Regions from separate parts of the Mus musculus genome. Here region 1 is linked to region 2. The links are chromatin contacts, called in public capture Hi-C maps. All regions are on one chromosome and are shown on one strand. The core of a region is the stretch at or near the end of the contact, and the rest is flanking DNA. Distances in the headings are between cores, read along the strand shown. Region 1 overlaps Utrn (utrophin). Region 2 has its middle 53 kb from the start of Fbxo30.

Region 1 (4,726 bases), core at 1,684-4,183, 1.4 Mb after region 2:
CTTACCTCAAGGTCAAGGGAAAGGATTGCCTGGACTTTCCCAAGCAGAGCTGCAAACAGAAACCAAGACACACACACACACACACACACACACACACACACACACACACACACACACACCCCTCTGTAGCACTCTTAGCACTCTTTCCTTATTCTCTATAGAGAACAGTGGTGTAAGGTAGCCCTGCTGAGGATGGCCCAGACTTCATCTCAGGAAGCCAGAGTCTACAAGGTTTGAATCTTTGAGAGGCACTCCCCGGGCCATTATGCTGTGGACTTCCTTATTAGGATTTGGTGGTCCCTTTAATGTTAGAGAATACCAGGAAAGTAACAATACCACACACAGGCACGTGAAGTTATGGGCACACTCCCTAGGTCATCTCCCTTGATCAATGAATACCCATACAGCCTGTGTAAAGATTCAAGATGTTAGTGAAATTCAGAGAGATTAACTGGACTCTCATTTTCTGGAAAGACAGCTGAGCTATAGATCCTGTCAATGGTTTGTCAAGGTGATGTCAACGTAGTAAATGACCAGGCCAAAATTATGTGAATACACATAGTCTTATTCTAGACTAGTATGAACACTTTGACTCACAACAATTCTTCAAAAGTTCATACCATTACTACTATTATTAATTATTAAAATAAATGGCTGTGGTGGTATGAGACTGTAATCCTAGTACCCTGGAAGCTGAGGCAGGTGGATGCTTAGTTTGAGGTCATCATGGGCTACATATGCAGAGACAGCCTCAAAAAACAAACAGGGCTGGAAAGATAGCTAGCTCAGAGGATTAGGGTCACCTAATTGCCTTTCCGAGTAGTACAGCTGGATGCCAGCACCTATGTTAAGCAACTCACAACTGCCTGTAACTCCAGCTCCAGAGGATCCAAGCCTCTCTGGCTATACTCATGTACACATCACTACAGACACAGACACGGACACACACACACACACACACGGACACACACACACACACAGAGACAGAGAGAGAGAGAGAGAGAGAGAGAGAGAGAGAGAGAGAGATACACACTTCAAAAATAATAAAAACAAAGCTTTAAAGTTTTAAAACAAACAAATAAAAAACATAAGAAGAAAATATTTTAAATGTCTTTAGAACAACTTAAATGAACTTCTGGGACTGACAAAGCTGGCACATCCCTGCACGCTGAACATATATGTGGTGCATGAGAACCACTGAATACATGACTTTCAAAACAGAGAAGATGCTTCACTAAAACAAGGTGCTCCACAGCTGGCTCCTTCCCACTTATCTTCTAAAGGCGCTATTATGTGTCTTAAATATGATGATAAAAAACTACATTTGGGTATGGAGAATTAGGCTTGGGGAATACATAATTCAATACTTGTGGTATTGAGACTCAAACCAAGCTAAATTATGAATCAAAACCCAGAACCAACTATATCAATTTGCATTAAAATGAGCCAATCCATCCTTTGTACAAAGCTGAGAAATGAATCCATTAGGGGGGAAAAAAAAAGCCTATAGAAACTGGAAACAAAAACGTTCATATAGCCAAAATAGTTTCAAAAATAATGTAGCTCATTGTTTTTCTTTTTTTTTTTTTCTTTTTTTTTTTTTTTTGGTTTTTCGAGACAGGGTTTCTCTGTGTAGCCCTGGCTGTCCTGGAACTCACTTTGTAGACCAGGCTGGCCTCAAACTCAGAAATCCACCTGCCTCTGCCTCCCGAGTACTGGGATTAAAGGCGTGCGCCACCACAGCCCAGTTGCTCATTGTTTTTTCAACTTCAAGATGAGAACAAGTACCTAGGCATGCCCAAGACTACGGGTGATGAAACATCTACACAGGGGATTTCCTTCCTAGTACAGTGAAAATACAACGAATGATAACTAAAAGAAAGTATAGCAATGACTTAAGCTACTTTCTCTTTCTTTACCCCTCAACCGCATGGTTCTTTGTAGCTCAGGATAACCACTGTGACCACCTGAAATGAAATGCAGAGAGACACTGAATCTGGAATCAGAAAACCTGTCAACAGTGCCAGTTAAATCATGTACTGGCCAAGCATCGCCTACTCTGTGCCTTCACTGTGGAGTTAAAAGAGCTTGTTTCTCCAGATGTTACATAGAACTGGTGACAATTTTCTTTCCCAGACAGATGATAGGTAGGAAGATAGATAGATAGATAGATAGATAGATAGATAGATAGATAGATAGATGAAAGATATGTAGATAGATGATATATAAATTAGATAGATAGATAAATAGAAGATATATAAATGGATAGATGATAGATAAAACATATAAAAATATATATTAACACTATCTTAAAAACACATAGAACGTTTACAATCCTATTCATTAGGCGTCTCTGTCCGTGTTTCATTAGACGCTTTCCCATGGAGTCTAGGGTTGTTGCTTTCCTGTTAATTTTTATTGTGCTGTGGTTTTCTATGTCAACAGTTTTTGTTTTCCTAGTCCTTTTACAGTAGGAAAAAATACAGACACCATAAATATGGCCTGAGAAGGTGGCTCACTGGATAAAGTGCTTGACTTGAGCTTGATTCTCAGAAACCACAGAAAAATGTTTGTTGGGTATGGTGGTGTGTGTGCACTGTCTTTGTAATCCCAGAGCTAGGGAAGTCTAAACAGGGAGAATCCACCCCAGTCTGGACAGCTTGGTGAGGTCAGGCCAATAAAAGATCCTGTCTCAAAAGAGATGGTCACTTTTGTGAATGTGGTGTTGAACAGGTATGGAGCCCATACACAAATGTATATAAGTGCTTGGCCCATAGGAAGTGACAGTATTAGGAGCTGTGGCCTCCTTGGAGGAGGTGTGGCCTTGTTGGAGAAAGTGTGTCACTGTGAGGGCAGGCTTTGAGGTAGCATAAGGTCAAATGTGGCTGGTGTGACACAGTCTCCAACTGCTGTTTGAGGATCCAGATATAGAACCCTCAGCTCCATGTCTGCCTGCACTCTGCCATGCTTCCCACCATGATGGTAAGGGACTGAACCTCTATACTGTAAGCCAGCGCAATTAAATGTTTTGTCTTGTTTTGTTTTTTTAATAAGAGTTGTCAAGGTCATGGTGTCTATACACAGAAACTGTCTACCAATTCTATAATAAACATGCACAAATATGTATTAGGAGGAGGAGGAAGAGAAGGAGGAAGAAGAGGGAGAAGAGAAGGAGGAAGAGCAGGGAGAAGGAGGCACCCACCCTGAAAACCAACACCTTCCAGCAACTGCAGGGAATTGCCCTTAGGGCCTTACATATGTTAGGCAAATGTTCACCTGGCACAATACACAAAGCTTTGATACTTTAACATTTCAATACAAGACAGAGAGTCACTAAGTTATACAACCTGACCTTCAGTTCACTCTACAAACCACCCAGGCCTGGAACAATCTTCCAGCCTCAGCTTCCCAGTTAGCTGAGAGTACAGAACCTGTACCACCAGGCCTGACCCAACTACTTCACTTTCCATTCTAGAGGGATTCCGTTCCGGCTTTATCAGGCCATGCTGTCACAGCGGCCAATTATTTATTAAGCATTAAAAAGCACTGTCCGCTTCTGTGACTGAGCTTTGTTACAAATCAGTCTTTCAGAACTTCACAGACCTGAACAAACTAGAAAAAGAAAAATGAAAAGCAATCCTCTCCCACACTCCACATCCTTTCCAACTTCAATTACTTGGACTCATTTACCTTGCCTGAGATGAACAAACTTCGAGCAAGTGAGAAAACGACAATGGTGTGACATTGTCTATATTCTCCTATCCCTGCTAATTGCTTAATTTCCAGAGCTAAATATAAACAACTAACTTCCCTTTGAAAGGCCAGCAGGGCTCTGCCGAGAACCAAGAGAAAGCGGTTCGTGCCTATAGCTTTCAGATCCATACATACAGGCTGGAAATTTCCATTTGATACTTAATAAACTGCACCCCAGAGGAAACACAAGTCATCAAGCTTTTAGTCACGATGACAAAATAGCATTTTCTGAATCTAGAGTGCTATGCCAGCTCTCTTCTCAGAAAGAACTTTCTGTTTACTCCCTACTGTATCCGCGTCAGTCACGCAGAGTTCCAACTAACGTTTTTTGTTCTTAAAGAACCACTTAACTTTGTGACCGGCATTTGGGGGTGGGGGTGTTTTTCGAGACAGGATTTCTCTGTATTTTCCTGGCTGTCCTGGAACTCACTCTGTAGACCAGGCTGGCCTCGAACTCAGAAATCCGCCTGCCTCTGCCTCCCAAGTGCTGGGATTAAAGGCGTCCGCCACCACCACGCCCGGCTATTTTTTAATCATGTAAAAAGCACTGCATTAAATCATAAGTGAAGTCATTGGTAACATGGGTTTTCTGATTAACGATATGTTACTACTTAAGTAATAAAAGATAATTTTGACATTCGCGTTGATATGAGGAATTATGGTAAAAAGGGAGGTCACAGATCAGCTAAGCTGCTGCCCCTTTGGGAAGCCACAAAACAAAACTCCTGTGACAGTCACAGGCAGGGAGGAAGGTCTCCTGTTTTGAGTCAGTAATCTGGACCTCAGCAGGAACTGCAGAAGACAGAGCATTAAGAAAGTACTCGTTCTGGGAGTTCACACATCTCTGATGAGACACCACAAACAGCACCAAGGAAAGGGGAGAATAAATGTGAATCCCTCCGCATCCGCCATTTTGCTCCACGGCATCTCCACCTCCATACACCTTCTGAACTACCCAACCCACTGGCTTCTC
Region 2 (4,827 bases), core at 2,286-4,785:
GGTTAGTTGAGACTGCTGGTCTTCCTGTGGGGTCACCCTCCTCAGGTTCTTTCAGTTTTTCCCTAATTCAACCACAGTGGTCCCCAACTTCAGTCCATTAGTTGGGTGTAAGTATCTGCGTCTGACTCAGTCAGCTGCTTGTTGGGTCTTTCAGAGAGCAGCCATGCTAGGCTCCTGTCTGTAAGAACACCATAGCATCAGTAATAGTGTCAGGCCTTGGAGCCTCCCCTTGAGCTAGGTCCCAATTTGGGCCTGTCACTGCACCTCCTTTCCCTCAGTCTCTTCTCCATTTTTATCCCTGCAGTTCATTTAAACAGGAACAATTCTGGGTCAGATTTTTTTATTCTCCTCCCTCTCTTGCCCTCCTTTATCCTTTAACAAGCATTGAGACAGTGAAGCTGGCATCTCCCAGACACTTACTCATCAAAGCATGCTGGAAGGAGCATTCTAGAATGAGAAACAAAGAGCTTTCCCAAGACTCCTCCCCAGTGTTCATGCTCACATTACTCACTACAGATGCCATTATAAAGGAATATAATGTCATAAGCACTCAGGCTTTCTCTCTGAACTTTTAAAAAATAAAATAGTCGCCAGGCGGTGGTGGCGCACTCCTTTGATCCCAGCACTTGGGAGGCAGAGGCAGAAGCAGGTGGATTTCTGAGTTCGAGGCCAGCCTGGTCTACAGAGTGAGCTCCAGGACAGCCAGGGCTATACAGAGAAACCCTGTCTCAAAAAACCAAAACCAAAAAAAAAAAAAAAAAAAAAAATCTTTATTAGAGTTTTGTTAATTACTAGTATTAGAATAAAGCCCCTGGCTATATTCTGTATTTTATTAAATGTCACCACATTCTTCTGCTACTCAAGCTCAGAGGTTCCGATACTCAACTGTGGAACTGTCTGTTAAGTTCTCTCATCCCTGAACACCCATCTATCAGCCCTCAATATCCAGTTGTACCCCAACTACCTTTCATCTTCTTGCCAGCTACTACTTTGTCCCAGACATCCTAATTGTTCACAGGATTGTGACAGCCTCCTACAGTCTTTTTCCAGAAGAGTCATCAGTTTTAAGACGCATGGCAGATAATCAGGTCATGTCATACATCAGTATAAAATCCTCCCACTCACTAAAGAGAACCCTAAATCCTTATAAGGGCTAGAAGGCCCTACATGATGCAGCCTTCCATTGTGCAATTCTACTCGTCTTCTTCCACATATCCACTCGTCTGCTCCATCCTCAGAATGTATGTTACTGTGCCTCAGACACGACCAAGCACACTTCCACAAGGTCTTTTAATTGTCCCTTTTGCCTGTCACTCTCCCCAGACATGCTGTGCCTTCTGCCCACTTTCTTTCTAGTCTCTGCCCCACAACAGCTTATAAGTGAGGCCATTTCAGTCATTGCACAAAACTGAACCTTTCATCCTCTACCTGCCTGTCACCCTTAAGCCTCTTTGTGGTTTGGTTTTATTCTACTGAGGTCGGATATATTCACTTTATAAATCTTTCCCAGCTTCCTGCAGAAATTAACCACTGAAAGCTAGAATTTTGTTCTCAGCTGTAATGTATTAAATAGCGCACAGTAGAGGCTCAAGAGGTAATGTTGGGCACTGTTATACTTGGAGGGAGGATTGCTAGTGTTCCAAAGACTTTTAATAGACTACTCAAATATCCTTCATGTTACAATGTGATATATCTCATTTTTCTATAAACCAGGGTAGGAGATACATTTTATGTACCTGTTAAGCCCAATTATTTATGCAAGTTGTTTCTAATTAAGACTTTATGTAAGCAAGACTTCAGCTTCTGCTTGATCTATAATACATCTCATTGTCATCTCTATGCCTCTTCTCTCCTGTCCCAAACTTAGGCCTTAATTTTTTACTCTTTTGAATATATCTAGCACAACTAAGGAAGGAAGGAAGGAAGGAAGGAAGGAAGGAAGGAAGGAAGGAAGAGCACCTGAGTTCTGACTTTATTAACAATCTGGGTCTTGTTGAATAGGTCAGTTTGTCTCTGGACCTCCTCATGTAAAATAAACATTGGGCTATATGAGCAACTCCAAAAACTATTAGCATACTTCATCATTTGTGGAAAAGAGTTCAAATTAGACAAGAACTGTGCTTAACTAAAGCCTTTTCCATACTCAGAGCAGACCTTCAGAATAATTGAGGAAGCTAAAATAAGAAAGAAGGAAGATTTGAATTTAAATAATTTTTCAAGAGATATACATGCAATTAATAGAATTTAAGGAATGAGAAGTAATGAGATTTATAAAAAGCCAGAATCTTGAATAAAAGGGAGGTGAGAAGAGCATTCTAAGTCCTTCCTCCCTGAACCGTGGGTATAATTGGTAACTATTCCATTTGCTTTTCCATGTATTGGGGGATTTGTTTCTTACTTTTGACATTTTATGGAACTGTATATTAATTAAAACTGCATATACAGCTTTTCCACAACCATTATTTTTACTATCCCAAGAGGAAGCAGTAAGTTTTGGCATAGCAAATAATTCCGTACAGTTCAACAAATATTTATTATAGGTCTTAAATATTTACTAATTGTGGCTTGTTTAAGTCTTGGGCATCTGATTATGTAACTAATAGCATGTCATTATATAGAAGGTAAAAGATGTTTGTACACACAGATAAGCACTGGAGAAGCCAAGAAAGTTAAACTCACAGATACCATCAAAGGAGAGAGATGTTTAGCCTGCTCTCCTGGAATGCTGGGAACAGATAGAGTTTAGCTTTGCTAGTGATCCTTTGCTCTGATGAGCCAGACTCTGCCCTTGTCTTCCAGAGTTTATGCTTTGCTTGTCCATACCCTTTAATTCTAAAACTTTTATTGAACATTACTTGTTGCCACTAAACTAATCCTTGTGAGAGATGTCATTTGTACTTTGCAACAGTCAGTGTTAGGTTATCTTAGGACCAGGACAAATCCTCACTCCCACAGGGATTGTATTTACCTCAGTCATTTTCCCTAGACCCTTATCTCAAGTATTGTCTGTAAGTCAACAACAAAAATACAGACACCATATTTACTTTATAAACAGCTTTAGTGGAAACATGTCTTGAGCTTTAATGAGGCTGAGTTGTTACCAAAAAACGTTTTTCTAAAATTGTGAAATACTTAAATATGGCAAAAATATAATATGAGCTGATGTCAGACTTTAAAAGTCCTGGCCTAACACCTGTACCTAAAAATGTAACTGAGTTTTATTCTTGTCTTTTTGTGGATCATTTCTCTCCCTGCTGTAAAACCTGAAGGGACCCTCCACATCTGATTAAACTAACACTTCTCTGAAAAGCAGGTATATGGTCTCACTTAACCTTTCCCATTGGTACATTATTTCCTGACTCCAGGAACTTTTTCTAAAACTGCTGCTCCTACAAAGATAGTCTCATTTCCCCCTGTCTATTTAAACCACTTTTCCTCTGAAAGAACTCATCAGTCAGATTCTGACTCTGAAAAGGCCAGAAGTTAACCAAGATGAAAGAAAATGTAAATGTCTGTACCGCTGCCTTTTTCTTGAGATCTCATTTGCATCAGACTTCCAAGAGTTCGATGTCTAGCTGACTCATCCTCCTATCTCTGTCTCCCCAGAACTGGATCTCTGATGTGTAGCTTTTTTTTTTTCTTGAGTGCTGAAGACCTGACCTTAGCTCTTCATGTATGTGTGGCGAGAAGCATTTTTACTAACTGAAACATTCCAGCCCCCAGAGGGACAAACTGAATTCCTGTTCTAAAAATAAAACGTTCTATAATGGTTTGTTTACTCTTAGTTGTAAATGCCTGAGGTAGGCCAGAAATGTGATATGCCCACGTTCTAGTACTCAGTTAATATGATGGTGGATAAACACAAAAGTTCCATTTGTTTGCCAACCACTTTAAAGGATTAATACATTCATCTTTCATTGCGATCAAAATAAATGTAACTTCAAAGTGTCCAGGAACTCAGTTTCTAACAGGGCAGGGTAAAGGAGATCAGTGACACAGGCAAATACACTTGGAAGTCAAGGAAAAGGTTCCCTGAGAAGTATGGGTTAGTCTATGTGCAGAGCTTAATTCAAATTGTCTCACCACCCAGTGTTTTAAAGATAGTTAAAAGAAGCAATTTAGGTATAACCTCACATGGACCTGAACCAACAGCATGGCTGTGCTTAGGGAAAGAAGTCAGGACACAGACAGGTGCAGGGAAGGCTCGGGGAAAGGATGGCCATCGACAAACTAAAATAACCAATGTGGCTGGCCTTGATGTGCAGCTACCAGCCTCCAGTATGTAAGTCAGTTCTGTAGTTTACCCATGCAGTTTACAACACCCCATAATGACAAGTGATCATATGCAGTTAGCAAACTTATCCTCTTGTTTTTAGAAAACAGATGCAGATTTCTATGGAAGGACCTATATTTGATTGTTGTCTGCTGTAACAGCCATGAAAGGAGTTGGCCTCAAGAACTGTATCATGTTTTCAAAGCTAGAATTATGGAATGTTTCACTTGGGTCAGATCAAGGTTCTAGCACATCTCTAATTCTCCAGTATGCTCTGTGGGAAAGTGGCTTCCTCTGTCTCCCCCATCTTCAGATATTACTGAAACACTTAGTTTTGGGCCATATCATACCAACCAGTGTCTGTTTTCACGGTATCTTTTTTCTTTTTGTATCAGATCTCCCTCTCCCTCCCCCCTCCCCCTCTTTTTCCCCCTTCCCCTCCCCCTCCCCCCTCCTTCTCCCTCTCCCTCTCCCCTCCTCTCTCTCTCTCTCTCTCTCTCTCTCTCTCTCTCTCTCTCTCTCTCTCTCTGTTGCCCTATATAATGGCATTTGTG

Evidence for each region. Capture Hi-C pulls out chosen DNA fragments and counts their contacts.
Region 1: a capture Hi-C map of embryonic stem cells shows a contact between it and region 2, with 6 times the contacts expected there. The contact joins two enhancer-like sites.

Annotation. Positions count from the first base shown.
Region 1 is chr10:12,605,563-12,610,288 of GRCm38.p6, forward strand. All of the region lies in intron 50 of Utrn (utrophin), which reads right to left. Among named protein-coding and RNA genes, the nearest start is that of Gm25139, 240 kb to the left of the region's middle. Within about 2 kb of position 2,934, at least 22 of the 459 cell types and tissues checked have an H3K27ac peak or open chromatin away from gene starts, as enhancers often do. A contact at or near this core is called in embryonic stem cells, where this site is marked.
Region 2 is chr10:11,226,201-11,231,027 of GRCm38.p6, forward strand. No RefSeq gene overlaps it. Among named protein-coding and RNA genes, the nearest start is that of Fbxo30, 53 kb to the right of the region's middle. Within about 2 kb of position 3,536, at least 14 of the 459 cell types and tissues checked have an H3K27ac peak or open chromatin away from gene starts, as enhancers often do. A contact at or near this core is called in embryonic stem cells, where this site is marked.